Regions from separate parts of the Mus musculus genome. Here regions 1, 2, 3 and 4 are each linked to region 5. Evidence: chromatin contacts called from public HiChIP or PLAC-seq and promoter capture Hi-C data. All regions are on one chromosome and are shown on one strand. The core of a region is the stretch at or near the end of the contact, and the rest is flanking DNA. Distances in the headings are between cores, read along the strand shown. Region 1 holds the start of Pld2 (phospholipase D2). Region 2 holds the start of Rnf227 (ring finger protein 227). Region 3 holds the start of Camta2 (calmodulin binding transcription activator 2). Region 4 holds the start of Arhgef15 (Rho guanine nucleotide exchange factor (GEF) 15). Region 5 holds the start of Gps2 (G protein pathway suppressor 2).

The links. Promoter capture Hi-C pulls out the DNA fragments that hold promoters and counts their contacts. HiChIP or PLAC-seq counts read pairs in DNA pulled down with a chosen protein or histone mark.
Region 1: a contact with region 5 is called in a promoter capture Hi-C map of liver, with 2.7 times the contacts expected there. The contact joins the promoter of Pld2 here to the promoter of Gps2 in region 5. A contact is called at or near these places in 2 of 39 promoter capture datasets (both in liver), 2 of 115 datasets of contacts at active chromatin or transcription factors (bone marrow-derived macrophages and pancreatic cancer cells) and 2 of 9 other capture datasets (liver and pancreatic islet).
Region 2: a contact with region 5 is called in a promoter capture Hi-C map of liver, with 3 times the contacts expected there. The contact joins the promoter of Rnf227 here to the promoter of Gps2 in region 5. A contact is called at or near these places in 5 of 39 promoter capture datasets (hippocampal neurons, liver, pre-B cells and 1 more), 1 of 484 Hi-C or Micro-C datasets (embryonic stem cells), 1 of 115 datasets of contacts at active chromatin or transcription factors (pancreatic cancer cells) and 1 of 9 other capture datasets (adipose tissue).
Region 3: a contact with region 5 is called in an HNF4G HiChIP or PLAC-seq map of pancreatic cancer cells. The contact joins the promoter of Camta2 here to the promoter of Gps2 in region 5. A contact is called at or near these places in 4 of 39 promoter capture datasets (the HPC-7 cell line, cranial neural crest, embryonic stem cells and 1 more) and 2 of 115 datasets of contacts at active chromatin or transcription factors (bone marrow-derived dendritic cells and pancreatic cancer cells).
Region 4: a contact with region 5 is called in an H3K4me3 HiChIP or PLAC-seq map of bone marrow-derived macrophages, with 11 times the contacts expected there. The contact joins the promoter of Arhgef15 here to the promoter of Gps2 in region 5. A contact is called at or near these places in 1 of 39 promoter capture datasets (pre-B cells) and 1 of 115 datasets of contacts at active chromatin or transcription factors (bone marrow-derived macrophages).

Annotation. Positions count from the first base shown.
Region 1 is chr11:70,538,351-70,543,317 of GRCm38.p6, forward strand. It overlaps Pld2 (phospholipase D2), which reads left to right and starts at 1,922. Exons shown (of 25, transcript NM_008876.3): 1 at 1,922-2,264; 2 at 2,495-2,604; 3 at 2,713-2,843; 4 at 2,947-3,089; 5 at 3,465-3,570; 6 at 3,651-3,716; 7 at 4,234-4,292; 8 at 4,411-4,503; 9 at 4,593-4,745. The coding sequence starts at 2,496.
Region 2 is chr11:69,338,444-69,343,255 of GRCm38.p6, forward strand. It overlaps Rnf227 (ring finger protein 227), which reads left to right and starts at 2,353. Exons shown (of 2, transcript NR_027827.2): 1 at 2,353-2,615; 2 at 2,716-4,198.
Region 3 is chr11:70,685,460-70,690,214 of GRCm38.p6, forward strand. It overlaps Camta2 (calmodulin binding transcription activator 2), which reads right to left and starts at 2,646. Exons shown (of 23, transcript NM_001190376.1): 1 at 2,427-2,646; 2 at 888-982; 3 at 604-707. The coding sequence starts at 918. Inca1 (inhibitor of CDK, cyclin A1 interacting protein 1) reads right to left here. Exons shown (of 7, transcript NM_001252484.1): 4 at 4,724-4,755; 5 at 4,287-4,480; 6 at 3,526-3,685; 7 at 2,902-3,290. The coding sequence ends at 3,147.
Region 4 is chr11:68,955,459-68,960,415 of GRCm38.p6, forward strand. Arhgef15 (Rho guanine nucleotide exchange factor (GEF) 15) reads right to left here and starts at 1,429. Exons shown (of 16, transcript NM_177566.4): 1 at 1,388-1,429. Gm32273 (predicted gene, 32273) reads left to right here and starts at 1,529. Exons shown (of 3, transcript NR_168013.1): 1 at 1,529-1,580; 2 at 1,936-2,346.
Region 5 is chr11:69,911,806-69,916,749 of GRCm38.p6, forward strand. Gps2 (G protein pathway suppressor 2) reads left to right here and starts at 2,215. Exons shown (of 10, transcript NM_019726.5): 1 at 2,215-2,628; 2 at 2,947-3,056; 3 at 3,128-3,240; 4 at 3,334-3,413; 5 at 3,503-3,585; 6 at 3,826-3,979; 7 at 4,060-4,149; 8 at 4,228-4,307; 9 at 4,393-4,488; 10 at 4,615-4,789. The coding sequence starts at 2,535. The coding sequence ends at 4,698. It overlaps Neurl4 (neuralized E3 ubiquitin protein ligase 4), which reads left to right. Exons shown (of 29, transcript NM_001013414.3): 27 at 1-49; 28 at 124-289; 29 at 1,322-2,019. The coding sequence ends at 1,526. Eif5a (eukaryotic translation initiation factor 5A) reads right to left here. Exons shown (of 6, transcript NM_181582.4): 6 at 4,907-4,944.

The DNA of each region.
Region 1 (4,967 bases), core at 672-3,171, 630 kb after region 5:
ACCAGCCAGGACTACATAGGGCAGTGGATCTCAACCTTCCTAATGCTGTGACCCTTTAATACAATTCCTCATGTTGTAGTGAGCCCCAACCATAAAAGTATTTTCATTGATATTTTATAACTGTAATTTTGCTACTGTTATGAATTGTAATGTAAATATCTGATATGCAGGATATCTGCAGGCTGAAAAACCACTGACATAGAGGTATCCTATCTAATATATAGATATGCACATATGTATTAAGGTTTTTAATTAGGAAAAGATGAACAGATACTTTATCAAGATACTTAAGCATATGTGTAATGGTTTGTATATCCTCAGCCCTGGGAGTGTCACTATTAGAAGGTGTGGCCCTGTTGGAGTAGGTGTGTCACTGTGGGTGTGGGCTATAAGACCCTCATCCTAGCTGCCTGGAAGCCAGTATTCTGCTAGCAGCCTTCAGATGAAGATGTAGAACTCTCAGCTCCTCCTGTACCATGCCTGCCTGGGATGCTGCCATGATCCGGCCTTGATGATAATGAACCTCAGAACCTGTAAGCCAGCCCCAATTAAATGTTGTCCTTATGAGGGTTGCCTTTCATGGTGTCTGTTCACAGCAGTAAAACCCTAACTAAGACAATAGGAAATACAGTTAACGCTGTTAATATTCAGAGATGTACAATTAAGACTGCAGTGGTAAACCTTTCAGACCACTCTAATGGATAACAGGAAGGATCTATGGAATTGAATGTGCACCGTGCTATGGAGCAGCTACAACAGAAGTACCATACACTGGTTTTTAGAAATATAAAATAGAAGAGCCATTTTGGAAAGTTTTTGTATTTAATTGTTTTCTCTATTTTGGCTTTGTGTGTATAAATGTTTTGTGTGTGCAGTGGCCACAGAGGCAAGAAGAGAACATCAGATCCCCTGGGGACTGCTTGGTGAGCAGCCATGTGGGTGCTAGGAATCAGACTCAGGTCCTCAGCTCATGCACAGAGCCATCTCTCCAGCCCCGGGGTTTGTTTTTTCAGCAGTGTTTTGCTGTGTAGCCTCAGCTGGTCTCAATGCCCAAGCTTCACAATACTCTCTCCAATTCTCTGTGCTGCTGAGCTACAAACTGCCAAGCCCAGACCTCGACAGCAAACAGTAAGTTAAACATACACTTATATGACCCAGTAGTTCCACTCTAGTTGTTTACAGAAGAGGAATTAAAATAATAAGTCCACAAAAATGACTGGCACATAAATGTTTATTGGAGGTTCATTTCCAGTGAACAAAACCTAAAACAATTCAAATGATGATTCAGCGGAAATTTGGAAGGGAAAAAAAGGACAGCCTTTAGGATCTGGGGAAAAAAAGTTTTTTCCAGACTGAAATTTACAGGCGATTAGGTTCCAGGTTCCGAAATTGGTCTGTTATTGTCGCTCAGTGTCGGGCTAATCACTCCTGCGTTAAAAGAGCGTTTCAAGAATGAAGAATGCGATTTCTCATACAGCAACGAACTTGGCAGTCACTCGGCTTTTTATGCTCTTATTACCTTCCATCAACAAAGGCTATCTGTACCGGGCCCACCAAGGGGACATCTGCAGGTCCTCGCAACCCAGGCCGTTCTGCCCGGATTCCAGGCAGTGCTGGGGACCAGACTACCCAATGGCCGCGCGCGCGCGCGCGCGCAGTAGAGGAATGTGCACTACGTGGATCGCACACTGGGGGGTGCTGGACATAGCCAGCAGGTGCCCCGAGGGCAGCTGGAGGAAGAAGACAGCCCTGGGGAGTGGGCGGCCTCCGGAGTGGGCGGCCCGGGCCCGGGCGTCTCTAACGCAGGGCGGGCAGAGGACGGCGGGGGCGGGACCCAGTCGACGCGACAGTCGTGGAGGTGAGCCCTGGGGGCCTTCCCGCCCCCCGAGGGCAGGCTCTGAACCCCGGCCCCGCCCCGGCCCTCTGGGGTGTAGGCTCCTGGCTGAGTTCTGCCTGCTTGCGAACCCGCACGGGCGCCGGGGTCCGCATCCAGGGTGCGGGGGCCCGGGACGTGGCGCGGCTGAGGTCCGGAGCCCCGGGAACCGGGCGGGGACGCTGTCGGGCTGGAGCTGCAACGGCCTTCTGACTCAGCCGCTCGTCCAGATTTCGGGATCTCTCTCCTGGGCGGGGAGCGCGCAACTTCCTCATTCCCGCCCGGACCCTTGCTTCCAGCCAGTCTGACCTGACTTCGAGCCTCGCTGTCACCAGGGCTCCTCCCTTGGACTTAACCTCGCCCCAGTTCGAGGCCATCCCACCTTAGCTAGGTGCTTTTTTGGACCTGAATTTGGAATGAGAAGCGGGGCTGAGAGGCTCTGGTTGAAGGCTGGGGGAGGGAATGGAGGTTGCAGGGGTGGGTGTTAGAGGGGCGTCGGTCTACAACCCTAGACGTTGAGAGTCACTGAGTAAGACGGGAGAGGACCGACCGGGGGCGTTGGATGGGGAAGGGGTGTTTCTGTAGGGCGAGTCCCTTCCTGAGGCTTCCTCATATTCCTAGGATGACTGTAACCCAGAAGAACCTCTTTCCCTATGGGGACTATCTGAACTCCAGCCAGTTGCACATGGAGCCAGATGAGGTTGACACTCTGAGGGAAGGAGAGGATCCAGGTATAGAGGGAGATGGCTCCCAGAGAGGGGAGATAGGGATCTGAGGCCTCCTGAGATCTTTACACCCTTGGGTTGTTTTGTTTTTGTTTTGCTTTTTTCCCCTCCCAGCTGATCGAATGCATCCCTATCTGGCCATCTATGACCTTCAGCCTCTGAAAGCACACCCCTTGGTGTTCGCCCCTGGGGTCCCTGTTATAGCCCAGGTGGTGGGCACCGAAAGATACACCAGCGGATCCAAGGTCAGTCACCAGCGGATACCAGGGAAGGCGAGAGAGGGAGTCCTGGCCCAAGTGGAGGCCTGGGTTGGGCCAGAAGACATATTTTAGATTTTCATATCCCCAGGTGGGAACCTGTACTCTATATTCTGTTCGCTTGACGCATGGTGACTTTACCTGGACAACCAAGAAGAAGTTCCGACACTTTCAGGAGCTGCATCGGGACCTCCAGAGACACAAAGTCTTGATGAGTCTGCTCCCTTTGGCTCGGTGAGTAGAACTCGGTTGCTTCCCGTGAAAGGCAGGTACTTCTCACCCCATGGCAGCCTCACTCACTCCTGTCTGTCTGACTCTTATCCCCTGGGCATTTTCCTTCCTCAGCTCTGTGCCGTGCCCCCTCCCTTGTCCCTGGTTCCCAGGAAACTTTCCCTGCTTGGATCTCCTCCATAGTACTGTGCCAATATTTTAGCCAGGCTGGATGCCCAGAATTGTCCTTAGCAACCCCCTCCTCCCAGTTGTCTCCATTCCCAGGACAGAGACCCTTTCTTTCTTCTGCCTTTCTTCTTTCTTTCTTTCTTCTGCTAGCCTTTCTTCCTCCAAGGCCCCGTCTCCAGCTCCTTCTTGAGTCTTCTCTCATCTCTGTAGCTTTGCTGTGACCCATTCTCCAGCCCGAGAGGCAGCCGCCGAGGATATACCCTCCCTACCCCGAGGAGGTTCTGAGGGCTCTGCCAGACACACAGCCAGCAAACAGGTATGCAGCAGGTCCTGTAGCAAGGTGTGCAGTATGCAAAAGGTTCTGGCTACATCTGTTTCTTTTCCGTCTCCCTTCAGAAATACTTGGAAAATTACCTCAACCGCCTCCTGACCATGTCTTTCTATCGCAATTACCACGCCATGGTAAGGTCCTGGATGCCTGGGTGGATCCTTCTCTCTCCCTCCTGTTTTTATTTTTTAATTAAAGATTTATTTATTATATGTAAGTACACTGTAGCTGTCTTCAGACACTCCAGAAGAGGGCTTCAGATCTCATTAGGGATGGTTGTGAGCCACCATGTGGTTGCTGGGATTTGAACTCAGGATCTCTGGAAGAGCAGTCAGTGCTCTTAACTGCTGAGCCATCTCTCTAGCCCACCTGTTTTTATTCTTAACAACAAAACAAAACAGGGTCTTACTGTAAAACCTGGGCTAGCCTTAAACTTTCTGTGTAGACCAGGCTAGCCTTGAACTGACCTAGATACACCTGCCTCTGCTCCCAAGTGCTGGTATTAGGTGTGTGCCAACATACCCTAGGATGCTTGTGTTTTTTGAAGTAGATGAGGATCATCAGATCCCCAGGGGACAAAGGGTGCAGAGTTAGTAGGGCAGGGGAGGCTGAAAGCCAAGTCTCCCCCTAAACTTATTTCTTCCTCTGCAGACAGAATTTCTGGAAGTCAGTCAACTTTCCTTTATCCCAGACCTTGGCTCCAAAGGACTGTGAGTGTGGGAACTCCTTACCCAGCCTTCAGCAGGCATAAGTCTCCATCTTCCTGCTTGAAAATAAAACTCGGTACAGTGTGCCTAGGGTCCCCAATGATCTTGCTTGTCCCTGTAGGGAAGGGGTGATCCGGAAGCGCTCGGGCGGGCATCGAGTTCCCGGCTTCACCTTCTGTGGCCGAGACCAAGTTTGTTATCGATGGTCCAAGAGGTGAGCAAGGGCTGGAGCTAAGGCATCAGTGGGCAGGAAGAGGGAGACCTGGAGGACCTGGATGATACCACACGGCCCTTCCGCTCCAGGTGGCTGGTGGTGAAGGACTCCTTCCTGCTGTACATGCGCCCGGAGACCGGCGCCATCTCATTTGTTCAGCTTTTTGACCCTGGCTTTGAGGTCCAGGTCGGAAAAAGGAGCACAGAGACGCGGTATGGGGTGAGGATCGACACCTCCCACAGGTGAGGCTTCCTGGCTATGAGAGTAGCCTGTGGTCCTAAGGGGAGCTGAGCAGGAGAGACCATGGGGGAAAAGGGAGGCTCTTCAATCCTCTGTGCCCTGGCCCGGCCAGAGCTTTGAGTAAGGGAATTAATCTACTCACATATTTAGGATACTCCTAGAGTAAAAGCTTATAGCACAGGCGCTTGGAATAAATGAGGACAGGGTAGTCTTCCAGTTTAGAA
Region 2 (4,812 bases), core at 1,103-3,602, 570 kb before region 5:
TATTTAAAAATGTGAGGCACACCTTCCCAAAGAAAAGTTCTACAAAAGGTGTGAATTATGACAGTGTCATTGGAATAAGTGAGTAAGTTCTCCCAAGTGACCATGAAAGCCATCAAACTCCTAAAATTTTAATGTCTGCTTAAAAACCATGATAAACCAAAGCAGGCCATGAAGGCACACACCTGTAGTCCCAGCACTTGGGAGGCAGAACAAGAAAGATCAGAAGTCGAAGGTCATTTGGAACGTGTAGAGTCCCAAGCCAGCCTGAGTTACATGAGGCCCCCAGTCTGCTCTTTATTTATAGAGGACGCAGCTTTGTTGCCAGAACCCATGCTGGGCAGTTCACAACCACATTCGACTCCAGCTCCAGGAGATGGGACAGCTACTTGGATTCCAGGGGTTCCCGAACTCATGGGCACACACCCACACAGACCCACAAACATACATCACTAAAAATAAAACAAATCTTAGGTAAATCTCACCAAGAAGATTATTTTCCAGAAACCATAATCCTGGTGCTCTGGAAGCTGCGGTAGGAGGACTGCCCTGATTCTGAGACCAGCCTAGGCTACATAGTAGGTTCCAACTTAGACTGGGCAAAAGATTACTGTTGTTAGGCATGGTAACAATAGCCTTTAATGCCGGCACTCAGGAGGCAGAGGCAGGCAGATTTCTTGTGAGTTTGAAGTCATCCAGAACTATATGAAAAGTTTCAGCCCAGCCAGGGCTTCAGAGTAAGACCCTGTCCCTAAAACAAAGATTACCCTCAAAGATTTTAGCTTTAAAATGCTAATGTTAAAAACCAAAACCAGCTCTATCTTACCTGTGATGGGCCGGTAAATGCTATACCATGTAAAGAAACCCATCTTGTATTAACCAAGAGATGGTGTATGGGAAATACTGGGTACAGAGAAGTTACAGAGAACACAAAGCCGGCGTGGAGCCAGGGATGATAAGGATAATAACAGCTGTTGCTTATCTGATGTTTACTGTGTACCATCAGGCACCATTTAAAGCACCTTACAAACACAAGCTCTTTCCATCCTTACTATTATTACCCACACTTTGTAGATGAAGAAATCAAGGCCCAGAGAAATGAAGTAACTTGTCTGTGGGTGTCACAACTAGGATTTGTTCTTGAGCCAGCTGTGTCAAGACTGTGTTATTATCCTCCGCAACAGAGCCTGGGTTCGAGAGGCTGAGGAGGCAGCTTGGGTGTGGGTGCCACACCGTGAGGGAATGTGGGCTGTGAGTACCACGTCCTGTTTACCTGTGGGAGAAGTCAGACCCCTGAGTCAGAAGTCACGCAGAGCTGCTTCGTTTCCACCATCATGCTGTGTGGGTGTCCAAGTCTGGATACTCCGGAAGGAAAAGATTCCCAGCATTCCTAAGGCCATGCTCCTGGAATCTAGGTCCCTCCTTGTGCTGAGGTGTTAGCTGGACTCAAACTCTCAGAGGGGGTAGGGGGAGGAATTTGAGGGAGCCAGCCTTCCAAAGAACCCAAGAGGCCATGTATAAAAAGGAGAGGCGAGGGCAGAGTGAATTATGGCTGGGCACAATCCAAACATCCAGAAGACCAATTAAAACTGGGCAGAACCAACAGTAAACCTGGCATATGTTGCCTGTTTGTGAGGGGAAGGGCAGGAGGGGATTGTGAAAGAGTATGAACATGTGACAAATAGGCCAACAGGGCCATATAGACTTGTGCTAGTGACTGTGTGCAAGAGGAGACCTGGACACCTGCATCAGGTAGGTTTAAGTGACAGCGCTAGTGTTTTGCTGGGGGTGAGGAGTCCGCCATGGAGGCTGTGGGTGGAGCGTGCCCCCCTCTTCCCTCGGGTAATTCTGGCATTGTCCTGGGCATTCAGCCCGCTGCATCCCCACTCGCAAGTCCAGCCTCGCGCCTCTGCCGCCCCAACGCGTGCCTCGGAAGGGAGCGGCCCATCTGCGCGTGACGCCTCGAGGGCGGGGCCTCACTATTAAAAGGGGACAGAGGCGGCGGCGCGGGCCCCAGGCCCCTGCCCTGGCCCAAGGAGGGCTCATTCGTTCTGTATCCTAGCCGCCTAGAGATCGAAGCCCTCGGGCCACGGTGACCACGATGCAGCTCTTGATGAGAGTGCCCTCTCTTCCCGAGCTGGGTGAGCTGGACTGCAACATCTGTTTCCGACCCTACAACCTCGGGGCCCGTGCGCCCCGCCGCCTGCCTGGCACGGCGCGCGCCCGCTGCGGCCACACGCTGTGCACAGCTTGCCTGCGCGAGCTGGCAGCGCGGGGCGACGGCAGCCGCACGGCCGCGCGCGTGGTGCGCCTGCGCCGCGCTGTCACGTGCCCGTTCTGCCGCGCGCCTTCCCCGCTCCCGCGCGGCGGCGTCACGGAGATCGCGCTAGACCCTGTCTTGTGGTCACGGCTGGAGGAAAAAGCCCGGGCTGAGCGTGAAGGAGACCCGATGGGGAGCCCGGCCAAAGACAGCGGAGAGGATGGAGAGGACGACGACGGGGAAGCGGAGAGCGAGAAGGGGGCGGGACCTCCAAGTGCGGGTTGGCGCGCGCTTCGCCGAATTTTGGACAGGGTCCTGGCGCCGGCACGCCGCTTGCGGCGTCCGTTGCCTAGCAATGGTGAGGGGCGGCCTAGGGAGGATACTGGGTACATTGCACCGAAGAATGCTGGGTCAAGTTGCATCCTCCTGTTGCCACTAACCCTTCTTCTTTCCTCCAGTGCTCTACTGTCCAGAGGTCAAGGACATTGCCCACATGACCCGTTGTACGCTGTAACCAAGGAACCCCAGAGCTATGGCAGAAAGCAGGTGGGAGCAGCATCCTCAGGCGTGCTCTGACACAAAAGGTTGATGTCAAGACTACCTGGAAATCAAGGCTGATGCTGGAATTGGTACATGCGTGATGGAGATGGAGCTCAACAGAAAGGACCCTAGATGGTGTGGATTCTGAGCGGCGAAGGCTCCTAGACTGTGCCAGCATTATATTTTCAGGATGGAGTGGCCAAGGGATAATAGAAACAAAGCCTACCATAATGTAGGAAGAAAAAAAAAATAACAAAGCTTTGGCGTTTGTTCAGAGTCTGTGGTGTAAGCAAAGGATCCAATTTTAGCAGTGGTCTGTGGTTGACAATGTGTACTGTGGAAAAAAGGACAGGACAGGGGATAAGCTAATTTATATGTCATGTCAATCTCACTTATCTGGTTGTGTTTGCTGGCATGCCATCTTCCCACTCTTGTTACCGTGCTCCAGCAATTACTGAGTTGACTCCCTGCTTATGATTGGGAATCTTGCATATACAACCTCCCTTCAGCTGGATAGGGCAGGTATGAAAACATCCAAGGGGCATTTATTTACATGAGGCCTTATTAAAGGCTTATCAAAGATGGGTGAGCCATTTGATAAAGGAAGCAAAATTTAGGCCTTTGTTATCTTTACTGACTCTGTAGCAATACTGGGGAAAAGAAAAAAAAAGATGCTCACATAATTTTAATTTGTGTCCCATAATGGGACATTGTTTACTGTATGTAGTTAGTTCTATTCTAAAGTCCTGTAAATATCTTACTGTAGACTTAAAATCAAGACCAGCAGTGTTGGTTGGTCTCACAGCTTGCTAGAAATGCAGAATTTCAGGACCCCAGTCCACATTCCCCGGTAGTTTTAGAATCCCAGGTATGTGTATGTAAGTTAAGAATCACTGGTTTAGCTCTTAGTCACTCTGAGATGGCATCATCAGCTGTAGGTGGAACATTTAAAACACTAGTGACGCATTAAAGTGCCAAAGTGACATTCTTTTGAGAAAAATTTTTCTGAGCTACAAATGTGAATTTACAAGGCCTCAGTTTTCAGAGGTCTTCAAGATTTTGTTTTTAATGACAAATAATGTATGTAGTTCTAGGGTATAAACCTCCATTTGTAAAATGTTTTGTCTTTTTCCTGTCCTTCGGTTCCAGCTGAAATCTCCCCTTTTGGAGGCCAGCATGCATCTGTGGGAATGTGTATGTTTTCTCTATACGTGTTGCCAAAGGGAATGCTATGTTTATTTTCTGCTATTTTATGTTTTGAGTATTTCTAGAGTATAAATTTCAAGTGACTATCTCCAGAGCCGATAGCAGTGTTAATGTTATATGTATTCAAAAAAAAATGTTTGCTGAATTTATTTTGAATGTAATAGTCTCTAGAATAAAGTATCTGGGCTCATTCAATCTGTGAAAGACTGTTATTGAATAACGTTATTGACTAAGACGGAGTTCTGTCCAACAGTTCAGGGACACCACAGTCATCCCAGTTCTTTAAAACAAAATAAAACAAGGTGTCTGCTCCACAGTGGAGCTGTGGTGCTGTGGTGACCTCTGCTGACTCTGGGGAGGTGGCTTTCAGTGTCAGGCAGGCGGCTCCCTCTGCTCTTGGCACCTGCCTTTGGGACCTCAAGGATCCTACCACTCACCAGCTCTGTGCTGAGCTCATCCTGTGCTTAATACTGGAAAAAGGTCTTATTCTGGTGAATGATTCAAGAGATAAAAATGCAGAAAAGTCACAAAGTAGAAAAGGGATTAGTAGCTGGGCGGTGGTGGCGCACGCCTTTAATCCCAGCACTTGGGAGGCAGAGGCAGGCGGATTTCTGAGTTTGAGGCCAGCCTGGTCTACAAAGTGAGTTTCAGGACAGCCAGGGCTACACAGAGAAACCCTGTCTCAAAAAAAAAAAACAAAACAAAAAACAACAACAATGCAAGGGGCCCCCAGGGAACCTATTAAGATGAAACAGTACAAAGCAGTCATCCTTACTTTACCTCCACACAAAAAATTCCCCTCCCCAGGC
Region 3 (4,755 bases), core at 1,396-3,895, 770 kb after region 5:
ATCTGACATAGACCTCTCTGGTCTTCACCATCATATGTACCTGAGCAGGGACATGGAAGCGGGAGGGTTGAGAGTTCAAAGCCAGGGCAAGGGAGTAGCCCAGTCAGCAGAGGGCTTGCCTAGCATGCACAAGGCCTTGGCTTCATGCCCCAGCACTTCATTAACTACGTTTTGTGGCACACATTTAGAATCCAAGCACTCAAGCGGTAGAGGCAGGAGGACTGGATATTTAAGGTCATCCTTGGCTATGTAGCAAGTGTGTGACTAGCCTGGACTACATGATACCCTATCCAAAACCAAGCATTTAACACATAGAAACAAAACTAATCACTTTCTCTTCATTAACATCTAGAGTGACATGAGCTAATACAGGTCAGATACACAGCATGGTACTCAATATGAAGAAATATTACGCTGTTGTTTTGTATGGATGGATTATACCGAAGAGAAATGGACTCCCATAAGGTCCAAGACTTTGTGATTCTATAATCTCCGAAAGGCCTAGACTAGTGCTCAGCAACCAGTGTCCACAGACATAGCACTCCACCTCCTCCATTCCACCAGGGTTTGCTGGGTCCCAATCCCCCAAGCTCCCTAGAAAACCTCATTTGTATTCCATCGGAGCCGCTCTGGAGGCAACAGTGGGCATCGAGGAAGACACTCCAGCAATTTCTTGGGGAGGAAGATCTTCAGGTGGTGGCTATTCTCTAGAGGGGACCGGAGGAAGAGCCTTGTTAGAGGCAAAACAGAGGAAGAGAGCCAAATATAATCCAGAACCCTGGGGAAACTGTAACCAGGACAAGAGACAAGGGGAGCAAAGACTCAGAGGGCCAGAGAGTAGCAAAAAAAGGCTGTGTCCAAACTGAGAACCCATTTTGTGAACTTACCAGCAACCTCAGTGGTGTCCTTGGTATTCATGGTGAAGGTTCCAGGGGGCCAGGTCACCCCCGGCCTGAGGGGCCGGGGGGAGGGGGAGTCTGTGCTGGAAAAGGAGAGAATAAGGTCATGGAAGAAGCCCCCACATTAACCCAAGATGAGGAGCTTGGTGTGATAAAAGGGGTTTAGAACTCAGTGCTGACATCTGGGAAAGATGAAGAAAATGTGGAACTAGAATGTGACAGCAGAACCAGAGAACAGAGATGAAAGAACATAGTACCAGGAACCAACATGAGTGGGGAGACAAGACAGAACAGGGTGCTCAGAAGAAAGGGATGAGTGGGGGATGCTCACAGTGCTGGAGCATTCCCTAGGGCAGGAAGCTGGATCCTGCATGTCTAACCTAGATTCTCACAGGCCCTGACCGACCTGAGAGAGAGTAGGTGAGGTCAGTTAGTAGATCTATTTCTCCACGGAAAAATCAAACAGAAAAAAGAACTCAGGGTACGTTTAGGAAGGGAGAGCAAGGCTAGAGGGAAGGGTAGGCAAGTTGTGAGAGCTGGGGCTCTGGTCCTAGGAGGAGGATGGCTTGGCAAGAAAACCTGGATGCTGAAGGAAAGCAGATCTAAGTCCAAGTCCGGTAACAAGCTGGGCCTTTGAAGACACACCCCAATTTCCTTCTCTCTCTGACTTTTTCTAAGAGGAAGGGTAGAGCTGATAACTGACCTCATGTGCTCTCTCTCAGGTTGGTCAGGGGCTGGGAGAATTTGGAATAGACATGTTGGAGTAAGCTTCCGGGTGGGACATGCCGGCTTCCTCTTTGCAGCTAGAATTCTACTTCACCCTAACACTCCTATTTCCCCAACCTCTGCTTCTTCTCTGGCTCCCAGCCTACCATATCCCCTCTACTGCTCTGGCTCCAGCCTGAGCCTCCGCCCTCTTGAGGAACAGATGGGAGCTGGAGGAGGCTCTCTGCGCGGGTTCTGCCAGGTGTCCGGGGATGGAGAGGGGGTGGAAGCCCATTCAGGATCGGATCGGAGGTGTGCAGAGAGGCTAGGGTTGGGATAAAAAGTCCACCCCAGGGTGCAGGTGCGCAGCTCTGGCTAGGCAGTTTGCCAGGGTGCAGAGCTGGAGCCGGATGAGACTGCGGGCCTGAGAGCGGTGGTCTAAGACTGTCGCCGGGGGTGGGATGCTCTCCCCAAAGGGGGCAGGGGTCCTGGGAGAACCCCGGAGGTGGGAGGGGGTCCCGCCCGCAAACCCGGATGTTCTGGAGAAGCAGCTGAGCAGAGTTCATGAACACCTGGCAGCAAGGGGCAGTGCGGGAGACCGGGGAGGGGGTCTGGGGACTCTCCCCGCACTCTCTGATCCGTGAAGGGGCCCTGCGCCTAGCGGCGCCCCCTGGCGCGGGGAAAGAGGACGGAAGCGGTGAGGTGGGGGCAAACGGGGTGGAGGGACGGTGGTCCCCAGCGCCGCGCTCCACACCCGGGCCGCGTGGAGCTGCGCCCCCTGGCGCGGGGGCGGAGAGGCGGGCTAGAGGCCCTGGCTCTTACCTCCCGGGGTCCCGCGGGTGACGGCGGCAGCGGCCATTCTACCCCAAACCGACCCCCCCTAGCGCCGGCTGACAGCGGCGTTCGACGTCAGTGCGCACGGGGCGGGGCCTCCCAATTAAGGGAACGGGGGTCGGGAAGGGAACCTGGGGTCAGCACACTTGGGACTCTGGGCCAGTCTACGAGACGCGCTGCTGGACCGTCCCTAAAGAGGCAATAGCGCTGAGGAGAACCGGGATCCGGAGGCGGAAGCTCGGCCGATTGACGTGACTTGTGGGCGCAGGAGGATGGGGCGTGGGCAGAGGTCCAGGGCCAGAGCCCTGGAGGCAAAGGAGAGTGCTTGAGAATGCAGAATTCTTCTGGCCTCGGGCGAGACTCGGCAAATTTAGGGACCTAGCCTAACTTCATTGTCCTGAATCCTCAAAAAAATCAACGGAGTCCGCCTTTTCATTCCCCTTCCATCACTACCTCGCACAGAAACAAGACTATTTGGTGCTCTTTAATAACAGAACAGAGAGAACACAAGACCAGGTTCTGGCCTAGAGAAAAACCCGGCTGCGAGTGTACTGGGCAGTTAGATAGGAACTCAAGTGGGCTGTGAATGCCTACGCTATGGGATGGAGACAACAGAGATAGAAAACATCCGCTCTGAAGCCAGCACTAGGGAGTCCTGATGTTTGAATTGATCTTGGGTCCCGTAGCTTGGGCCTGGATGATTTCCCACTACTCCTCAGACTCCAACTCCATCGCCTGGGGATCGTAAACGGGGTTCTTTCTGGCTGTAGCAGTGCTGTAGGTCAAAGAGCTTAGCTGCCCAGAGGCATAAGTCCCCTGCTGGCCTACAGGAGTCCAGGGAGTCCAAAGCAGCTGTAGGTGAGAGCAATTGAGAGCAAGGGGATAAGAAAAGCAAGAATGGAAAAACAGGACTCTCTCCAGATTTCTTAATTGCCAAATTCAGGCACATACCCTCAAAAGCTCAGTTTCTTGACCACTTTTCGTCCTTAAACCAGCTATCCTACCTGGCTCTTGGCTTCTGCCACATCCCCATTTGATTATGAATTGACTTCCTCCCTAACCTTACTGTGTTCCTCTCCAGTTTTACCTGATCTCTGGGAGTGACAGAATAAGTCTCTTTCTGTGGATAGGTTGCCCTCTCTTCTTCCACGTCAAAGTATTTTGTAGTGCTTAGGAGTTCAAAGCCCTCTTCAAGTGCTGGAAGTTCAGGTGTAGCATCAGAGCTGCCCCACTGGGCCCTCTTCAGTCTGTGGAGACATTAGATGGAGGAGACTAGTGCCTGGAGGTCAGTCTTCCAGTCTCTTCATCCCTCACCCCTGGCCTGAAGCACTTCTTGCTGAGAATCACAGGTGCTACCACTGACCTTCAATTCACCCCAACTTTTTGTTCTTCACAGACAAGAATTTTTGATCCAGGGGCCAAACAGTGACCCCCAATTAACGATGTGCTTTCTTGTAATCATGGGCCATGTCACGCCTTCCAGCTTATATGACTTCCATCCCTCAATTGCTTCTTTCCATACTATAGAAATCATGTTTGAGAGTCAGCAAGGTGACTTAGCAGGTAAAGGTATTGGCCACCAAGCCTGATGACCTAAGTCAGGACCCAAATGATGGAAGGAGAGAGCCAGTTCCCATAAATTGTCCTCTGACCTCCACACACATGTTGTGGCATGCACTATATAAGTATATACATAATTAAATGCAAAAAAATAAAGAAATTATATTTCAGTTACACCAAGGACATGGTTCCTTTGTAAGTGCCAATGAATTCTCTTAAAGCTCTTAACTATGCTGCCTCTCTCTAATCCCTGCTTGGCTTGCAGAGGCCCATGCCACGCCTCCTTACTCATTGATGATTCCCTGGCGCCTTCTCAGGTCCTCCAGATGATAAGTAACTGCTCTAACTCGGGCTGGAATGCTTCCAGGTCCCTTCTGCATTCTTTCCAAATGCAGCTTCTTTCTCTTTCTTCTCCAAAGCTTCTCAGGAGGAGGGAGCCCCTCAAGAGGGTGCAGGCTAGGCCGGGAGCAATCAGTGGCCCTCTGTGTCAAGAAGGAAGAATAGTTGCTAAATATAGATAGATGTCAGTTTCAGGGAAACTTGGGCTGGAGAATCTGGGGTTTTTTGGAAGCTTAGGTATGATCTAGAAAACAGGATACTTGATTTACAATAAAAACAGGGCCTGGTTAGTATACTGGTTGGGAAATACCAGAGAGAAATGGTAATAAGGATAGGAAGGCAGTGGGTATAATTTTAACAGAAGGCTGAGAAGCAGTTTGTCCTACCAGAATTGGTGGAATGTACTGTTCTACCATCC
Region 4 (4,957 bases), core at 179-2,678, 960 kb before region 5:
CAGGCCGTTGGGGAGGATGGGGAGGCAGGGGTAGCAAGATTCAATGAGGAGAAATCACCTTGCTGGTGTAGTTGCTGTGTGTAGGAGTTTATGTAAGCGGGTGTGCGCTGTTAACCAGGGCTGGATGAGTGAGAGTTGAGTGTGCCCTGGGAAGCTGTGTTGTGGAAGAGTGGAGTCAGTCGTGGCTGGTCACAGACACATCAAGAAATATGTGGTTCGAGCACTGTGTGTGTGTGTGTGTGGTGTGTGCGGTGTGTGTGTGAGAGAGTGTGTGTGGTGTGTGTGGTGTGTATGTGTGTGAGAGAGAGAGAGTGTGTGTGGTGTGTATGTGTGTGTGAGAGAGAGTGTGTGTGTGGTGTGTATGTGTGAGTGTGTGTGTGTGGTGTGTATGTGTGTGTGTTTGTGTGGTGTGTGGTGTGTGTGAGTGTGTGGTGTATGTGTGAGTGTGTGTGTGACAGTGTTGTGTGGTGTGTATGTGTGAGTGTGTGTATATGTGAGTGTGTGTGTTTGTGTGTGTGCGTGTGGTGTATGTGTGAGTGTGTGTGTGAGAGTGTGTGGTGTGTATGTGTGTGTGAGTGTGTGGTGTGAGTGTGTGTGTGGTATGTATGTGTGTGTGAGTATATGTGTGTGTGAGTGTGTATTGTGAGTGTGTGTATGTGTGAGTGTGTGTGTGAGTGAGTGAGTGTGTGTGTGTGTGTGTGTGTGTGTGTGTGTGTGTGGTGCAGGAGCTGAGGGATGCATCACTGTTTCCCTACTCTGGCTGCCTCTCCTCCCCCCTCCCATTTCCCAGTTCCTCTCTCCGGACTCTCCCTTTCCGGATTATTTTTAGTCTCCTTTTCCTGCCCTGAAGATTCCTGGAGCCTCTGACCCCAGGAGACCAGGAGGCCCCAGCCTGGTCTCTTCTGCTTCCCATCCTCTTATTCCTGCCACACCTGGGTCTGGTCATAGAAAGAGGCTCCAGTTTGACTCTGGGTCCTGTCTAATGCCAGGGAGGTGGCTACAAGTTCAGGCTGAGGCACAGAACCAGCAGCCCAGGGACGGTGGGACCTGTGCTACTCTACCTCTTGAGGATCAGGAGGATGGGGAGAAGAGCTGGGACACAAGAGAGCCTCTAAATTCCCTATGGCAGTCAGAAATCATAGCCTTCCAGTCCCAGGTTAAGTTGAGAAAAGATGGCTATCAGGAACCCCTTAGATTGCAGCTCACTCAGTGGCCCCTGCATGGTGCCAATAAACCAACCAGTCAGTGTGGTTACCCAAGCTTGGCCTCCTGTTCCCCAGTCTCTGCACCTTCAGGGAACCCACCCTTCCCCATACCGGGTACCGCATGTTACTTCCTTACCCACTCCAGAATGAGCCCAGAGAGTCGGGGGACCCCAAGCACTTACCCTCCAGTTCCCTCCACTCCCAGTCACCTCCGAGAGCTGAGTGAGTAGGGGCAGGAAACAGGAATCCGATCCTCCTCCCAACCGGACACCACCACCCCCAGCCACACCAGGCTCCACATGCGCACACCGGGCCTAGAGGATGTGAGGAATCCGGCATCCAAGATGTTGGAGGTTAGAGAAGACTGGCACGCAGGTATGCAGAGGAGGCTAGTTTCCGATGCACCCTCACCTGTACTGCTGCGTGGCGGGAGGGGTGTGTGTGTGTGACGGTGCGGGTGTGTGTGTGGGAGGGTGTTCAAATGAGGGTGGGCAGCCCTGGGCAAGCTGGGCTGGCAGAACGGCATGACCATCTTCATGCCTCCCTCTTAGCTAAGGGATGTCTGGCTTGCACAACTGTCTACGTCCCCATCTTCCAACCTTGGTGTGAGCCAACCACACTTTGCACTGAGGGATCCTCTCTTCTCCACCCTCCCCCACATCTGCAGAGGCCCCACCCCACCCCACCAGGAATTTACCTCTATGGTTTGAGGTCGTTTTTTTGTTTTCAGCAAATCTTTCCCCTGTCCCTTCGGAGCACCAAATGCCGCCCAAACTCTCCAGATAACTGTTCCTGCGTCTCTGAGGCGGGAACTGAAGGCCCAGATTTCCATCTCCGCAGAGGAAGCCAGTGCCTTGGCCCCACCCAGCCATTGTGTCAGACCAGGGTTGTGAGTGTTGAGGGTGGTGGGGAAGGGGATCCCCTGGATCTGTAGAGTGACTTGCTGCTCACTATTCTGTGTTCCCAGTTCCTCGGGAGGCCCCAGCTCTCAGTGTTGCACTGGGAAGCTCCCACAGCGAATGTCCTGGAAGTCAATGCTGGGGGAGAAAGGAGGGAGGGAGACTGGTGGGGGTTGCAGGGGCAAGTTCCTGTCAGATGTTACTCCGTGGGCACACATCAAGACACTGGGAAGAAAAATCAGGTAAGCTTGTATTGAAAGATGGTTTAAACCCCTTCTTGCAGAAAGCCAAAAAACCTAGTCTTTCTAAGGGACCACACAATCTGCCCTATTTCCCAGCTTCTCCCTTCAGGCCTATTCCTACCTTAGGATTTTTGGAGTTCTCCTAATGCCTGAAAATCTTCCCAGAAATCTCCCTGAAGCATTTCTTCATGTTCTCTGGGCAGCTGGAAGGAACCCTCTCAAAGAGGTCTGTTCTGGCTACTCTAAAATTTCAATCCACTGGGCTACCTGGTCAGGTCTTGTCTCAAAAAAAAAAAAAAAAAAAAAAAAAAAAAGAAAGAAAGAAAGAAGAAAAAAAGAAAAAAATGGAAAGGAAAGGAAATCCAGGCTGGAGGTGTGAGCTAGCAGTAGCCCATTAAAGTGGTTTATGAGGCTCCGAGTTCCATCTGAGTGCTGCAGAGTGAAAGAAAGGAAACTAAGGGGGCTACAGAGAAGGCTCAACATTTAGGAACACATCCAAACAGACTTCCCACAGACAGCCTTTTCTAGCCTCCAAGGGCACCAACATGCATAGCACACATACACACACACACAGAGGCACATAACTGGAGATAATCAAGAGGAAGGAAGGAAGGACTGAGAGATGGCTCAGCAGATGAAAGCACTGCTGCTATTCCAGAGGACTCAAGTTCAGTTCTCAGCACCCACATTGGGTGGCTTACCACTGCCTGTCTCTCCAGCTCCTGGGGAATCGAACACCCCTGGCTTCCATGAGCCTCAGTGCTCACATGCACATAGCCATAGAGAGCAAGCACGCACATATGCATACACCCAAATAATTTTATATTGTTAGAAATAAAATCAGAAGCCGGGCGTGGTGACATATGCCTTTAATCCCAGCACTCGGGAGGCAGAGGCAGGCAGATTTCTGAGTTCGAGGTCAGCCTGGTCTACAAAGTGAGTTCCAGGATAGCCAGGGCTACACAGAGAAACCCTGTCTCGGAAAACCAAAATAAATAAATAAATAAATAAATAAATAAAATAAAATCAGGTGCCAGGCATGGTGGCACACACCTTGAATCCCAGCACTTGGGAGGTGGAGGCAGAGGCAGAGGCAGAGGCAGAGGCAGAGGCAGAGGCAGAGGCAGAGGCAGGTGGATCTCTGTGAGTTTGAGGCTAGCCTGGTGTACAGAGCAAATCCCAGGATAGCCAGAGACTCTGTCTATAATAAACAAACAAACAAACAAATAAATAACAAGGGGAGAGGTAAGTAAGAAGGAAATAAATAAAGGGGTAAAAAGAAAGATGGCTGGTACAAGATCCTCCTACTTGTCCAGCAAGCGCTGTACTTTGAGTCATCTCTCAGCCCCAGCATCCCTTTCTCCCTCGTGATCATCCATGTTCCATCCCACATGCTGAATTTACAGACTGGGGCTTTCCTCTTTCTATTACAGGCCACCATCCCAGTGCTTGAGAAGTGTAAGTAGGAGGCAGGGGGATTGTGAGTTCCAGGGCATCCTTCCTAAGCTACAAAGCCAGACTCTTGCCTTAAAACAAACATACAAGCCGGGCGGGCTAGCTGGACTCATTTAGTCTTCAAGCTTCGGTTTGAGTGAGAGACCTTGTATCAATATACATAAGGCAGAGAACAATGAAGACAGACAGCCAATGTCAACCTCTGGCTTCTACACACAGGTGCACTCATGTGCACATGAGACAAAATAGAGTGACAGAGGCAGGTGGGTCTCTGAGTTTGAGGCCAATCTTGGTGTACAGAGTAAATTTCAGGGCAGCCAGGGCCACACAGAGGAACCCTGTCTCACAAAAACAAACAAACCAAAACACATTGTCCTCTGACCTCGATATGTGTACGCTGTGGCACATGCCCCTTCATAAACACAATAATAATAATAAATTAAAAATTGAAGTCTTAAAGGAAAGAAAAAAATAAATTGCAATGCACTATATCATACCATATTATCAAACTTCCTGTGTGTGTGTAAAATGTATACTTTTATGTGTTTGCACGTGCGTGAGTTTCCATGAATTCAGATGCACATGGGTGCACCTGTGTGTAGAAGCCAGAGGTTGATGTGAGCTGTCTGTCTTCATTGGTCTCTAAATTATGTATATTGATATGAGGTCTCTCACTCAAACCGAAGCTTGACAACTAAATGAGTCCAGCTAGCCCATTTACCTGAGAGGTCTCTGCCCCCTAAGAGCCAGGAGCAGCCCTTGCATTAATCTAAACTCAGGTCCTTGCTCTTGTCTAGCAAGCACCTCACTCTGGATTCATCTCTCAGCCCCAACATCTTCCTTCCATAGCAATCATAGGTGTACCATCGCATATGCTGAATTTATGTGCTGTGACTTTTCTCTTTATAGTAGGAAGTAGCCCTGTAGATATTTATCTGTCTTATTTAACAATGTAATGTATCCCAAAAGTCCTGAAATGGTGTCAAGCATATAGTAGGTGCTCAACAGAAGCTTAATGTTTGGTTTGGTTTGGTTTGGTTTTTCCAGACTGGCTTTCAGTGTGCAGCCCTGACTGTCCTGGAACTTATGCTGTTTGACAAACTGGCCTTAAACTCAGTCATGCCACTGCCTCTGCCTCCTGAGTCTTGGGATTAAA
Region 5 (4,944 bases), core at 965-3,464:
AGTGTAGCTGTTGTGCGGAGAGTGCTGGACCGAGGGGAGTTGGGAGCAGGTATCATGGAGTGGGCTGTGCTGAGGGATCTTGGGAGGAATCATGGGGCTGCCCTCACCCAGGTCTCTTCACAGGTACTACCTCCATCCTGAGCTGCCGACCTTTGAAGGGAGAGCCTGGGGTGGGATTTGAGGAGCCTGGTGAGAACTGTGCACCTCCCCGGGAAGAGCAGCCCCCTCCAGTGCTGCTCTCCCCCTCCCTTCAGTATGCCGGGGCAGAGATGCTGGCCTCCAAAGTGCAGTGAGTACATGCCGGGAGCACTAGGGGCTCAGGGCTGTGCTCAGTCACCCACCGCACCCTTCCTGCCCTGCTTGTTCCTGGATGCACCTTTACCTGTCACTGTTCCTCCTTCCCTCCCGTAATACACACGCATGCGCGCGCACACACACACATATGCACGCACACACACACAGAGGCACGGTTTCTCTATGTATCCCTGGCTGTCCTAGAACTCATTCTGTAGACCAAGTTGGCCTTGAACCTAGAAATTCTAATTCCAGTGCTGGGATTAAACACATGGGCCACAGGGAATCAGATTCCATTATAGATGGTTGTAAGCGGTGCTGGGAATTGAACTCAGGACCTCTTGAAGAACAGCCATCTCTCCAGCCCCTTTTGGTTTTTTTGTTTTTGTTTTTGTTTTTGTTTTTCTTAAAACAGGATGTCAAGTAGTCCAAGCTGGCCTCACATTCATGTTTGGTTTGTATCTGAAGCCGGCCTTGAACACTCAGTTCCTGGTTCCATCTCCATGCTGAGTGTGGATTAGATGAGTGCATCTGTAGGCCTGTTTTTCTGAATGTGTATGGATACCAAGTCTTTCAAAATATCCTGCACCAGGCAATGGGTTTGACCCCTTGTACTACCTAAACTGTGCTTGCGCATTGTAACAAATTCCTGGAGTCCTAACACTAAGTGGCAGGGTCAGTGGGTCGGAAGTTTAAGGTTGTCCTTCCTTTATAGGGAGGTTGACTCCAGCCTGGTAGAGACCCTATACTGTCTCCCAAAAGTGGGTGAAGTAGATGAGAAGTGCACTTGGAGTGTTTGGAAGACGTGAACTAGAGTGCCAGGGTAAATAAACACATGAAGAGTGCTGGGGAGGAGTTAGCTGAGCAGGCCAGGGGAGGAGAGTACTACATACACAATAGTTGGTGCTAAGCCAGTCACGGTGAACAGTATTTCCCAGAAAACAGCAAGGCCTGGGTGGAGGGGGCAGAATTAGCAGTCATGGACCTTGGGAGCCTTACTCTTCTCTCGTTTCTGCTTGGCTAACAGATTCCGGGACCCAAAATCCCAGCGGACACACCAGGCTCAGGTGGCCTTTCAGGTGTGTGTGCGCCCTGGCTCCTATACTCCTGGCCCTCCCTCTGCGGCCCTCAGAGAACTTCCTGACCAGCACTTCAGCCCATCGGAACTTGAGTGGGTCACTAAGGAGAAGGGAGCCACACTCCTCTATGCCCTGCTGGTACGAGTGGAATAAGGGGTGACATACCACTACTCCAAGCACAGCCGGGCCTCAAGCCCAGGACTCTTGAATGACGACTGCCTCCACCTCATTCCCGTGACTGAGAGCATGTCCAGTGCTGTCCTGGCAAGGAGGAGCACGTAGGCAGGCTTTGATTTAGAGCAGGTGTGAAGCACATCTCTACATTCAGGGCCCAGCACACTCCCTCTGCTGAGAGGGAGCCCAGCTCGTCTCGGGGTCCCCCCTTCATGCACTGACTTGGGGAACATGACTCCCTATTATTACCCTCCCCCATATCACTTAATTTATTTCCGTTTTTGTTTCTGGTTACTGTGAATCCCAAAGGAGTCTCTCTGTGCCCACATGAAGCTGCTTTTTCCGTGGCCACTGGGCGCCATGGGGAGGGAGTGGGTAAAAGGAAGGGCTGCCCGAGGACGCTGTGGGCCTCTGTACAGTTGTTACTGACTCTGATTTCTAAGGAGCCAATAAATACTGTCTTCAGAGCATCTGCCTCCGCCTCTGTCTCCCGCGGCCTCGCGAGTGAAGAGTTCTAGGGGCTTTATCATCCCAGGCCGCTCTGTAAATCCACATGGAGTTTGGACATCCCGGCACCCGTCTCTAAGCGCTTCCGCCTTCCCTTTCCTCCAATCGGCTGTGCCGTTTGCCGTCGTGACTCCGGAAGGATTTATCCTGGCCGCCGGATATGACGTAGAGGCCAAGGCGCGCCGAAGGCCTCGGAGAAAGCGCCGACAAGGCGGGTTGCGGGGGTTGGCGCCAGGGCTACGAGGGAGGGGCGGGGGCGCGGAGCCTAAGACCCTCGCACGCGCCCCGGCGCTGAGGCAGAGACCCCGGAGGGACGCTGGTGCCCGGGACACGTGATCGAAGTGGCGAGCGGGCGGCGGACGGGCTTCCGCTTCGGCGCGTCGCAGTCTCTCTAAGCTCCCACTTCCCTGCAGGCCCCGCCTGAGGTCTGGCAGTCAGTGAGAGTCGGGTGCCCACTGCCCAAGCGTCACCAACAGCATCATGCCCGCACTCCTGGAGCGCCCCAAGCTTTCCAACGCTATGGCCAGGGCTCTGCACCGGCACATCATGATGGAGCGGGAGCGCAAACGGCAGGGTGAGCCTGGGCCAGAGCGGGAGGACAGACACTCGGCTCAGGGTGGCCCTGCTACCCACGAACTTGCCCCCATCCACGGGCCCAGCTGTGCGCCTGCTGGCGAGGCTAAGAGGGAGGCAGCGGCGCCTTCGGGGTGTGAGTGAAGAGGCCCAGTCTAAGTTCCAGACCAGAACCCTGGGCTGGGAAGGACCTTGGAGAGCACCTAATGAAGCCAAGTTCTCCCTGTGGCTGTGATGGAGTAACTGGTTTTTGCTGGTCTTCAGTCTAACGCTCAGCTTATTCACACCGCCTTGCCACTTCCCCGTTCTGATTCTTCAGAGGAGGAAGAGGTGGACAAGATGATGGAACAGAAGATGAAAGAAGAGCAGGAGAGAAGAAAGAAAAAGGAAATGGAAGAGAGAATGTCACTAGAGGAGACCAAGGAACAGGTAAGTAGCCTCTCCACACTTGTTTCTCGATGCCTTCTTTTCCCTGCTTTAGCTGCTCGTCCCTCTTCCAGATCCTGAAGCTGCAGGAGAAGCTTTCTGCTCTACAGGAGGAGAAGCACCAGCTTTTCTTGCAGCTCAAGAAAGTTTTGCATGAGGAAGAAAAACGGAGGCGAAAGGAACAGAGGTGTGATGAGATGGCTAAAAGTAAAATTGTGCAGTGGCACAGGTGACAATCTAATAGCAAGAGGCTAACTGACCTGTCTTCCTTCCACTCCAGTGACTTAACCACTCTGACATCAGCTGCATACCAGCAGAGCCTGACGGTTCATACAGGAACCCACCTCCTCAGCATGCAGGGTGAGAGGACTGAGGAAACCGCCTAACAGGGGAGTTCTCCAGGAGGTCGCTGCCTATTTTAGCATCGTGAAACCTCTCCCCCTTTCTAGGGAGCCCTGGAGGACACAATCGCCCAGGTACTCTGATGGCAGCTGACAGAGCCAAGCAGATGTTTGGACCACAAGTGCTTACGGTGAGGGAAAGGTTTTTTGATTTTTTTTAACTCTTCAGGCTGGCTTTTTAAGTTACTAGCCAAGACTAGTCTTGAAATCTGATCCTAACTCCATGTCTCCTCCTTCTGTGGATCAGTACTGTTAATCCCAATCATTCAAGAACAAATATACCAAGCATGTGTATGTAGGAGCTGAGCGTAAAGGCATATATATATACATATGGGGTTTTTCCTAAGCAGTGAGCTTTCATTTCCCCTTAGACCCGGCACTACGTGGGATCAGCAGCTGCTTTTGCAGGAACCCCAGAACATGGACAATTCCAAGGCAGTCCAGGGGGTGCTTATGGGACTGCTCAGCCCCCACCTCATTATGGGCCAACACAACCAGCCTATAGTCCTAGCCAGCAGCTCAGAGGTGAGTGTTGTTCTCCTCAGACTAGGGGCAAGAAGAGCAAGAGCATCAAACCCTAACAGATCATCTCCCACCTTCCTCAGCCCCATCAGCATTTCCTGCAGTGCAGTACCTATCTCAGCCACAGCCACAACCCTATGCAGTGCATGGCCACTTTCAGCCCACTCAGACAGGTGAGATCCCCCTGGGCAGGAGCCCTACCTTCAGGAGTCCTACTGCCACCTGCTCATTTCAAACTCTCCTCCCCTCAGGGTTCCTCCAGCCCGGCAGTACCCTCTCTTTGCAGAAACAGATGGAGCATGCCAACCAGCAGACCAGCTTCTCGGACTCAGTGAGTATGGAGTCCTGGGAGGCCAAGGTGCTAAGATGAGGGGAGCCCCAGGATGCCTCCCTTTAAGGTCAGCTTTGTCTCCTAGTCTTCTCTGCGGCCCATGCACCCCCAAGCTCTGCATCCAGCCCCTGGACTCCTGGCTTCCCCCCAGCTTCCCGTACAGATACAAGCAGCAGGGAAGGTAAGGCTGGCAATCAAACCTACATATACTACCAGGGAAAGACTAACCTCTTACTGTAACTGTCCCCTCCCCCTTGTGCTGAGTGCTGGAATACCTACCCACTGATAAAACTCTTATCATTACCAGTCAGGCTTTGCCACCACCAGCCAACCTGGCCCCCGACTCCCTTTCATCCAACACAGCCAGAACCCAAGATTCTATCACAAGTAACCACCAGAGAGCTCCAGCCCACCCTCCATCCCTCAGGCTGGGGTCTTATGTGCCCCAAACCAATAAAATGTACAAAATGTACCCACCATCATGCCTGAGTGCTGTTTATTTGCTTCCTATCCAACTGCCTAAACCACAAAGGCTACTATGAAGTCTCAGCATTTCTAGATTCTAAAAGTACCTTTCAATCAACAAATAAACAACTGAGTTGGGGGCTTCATATTAAACTTGTAGTTTTATTCAGGT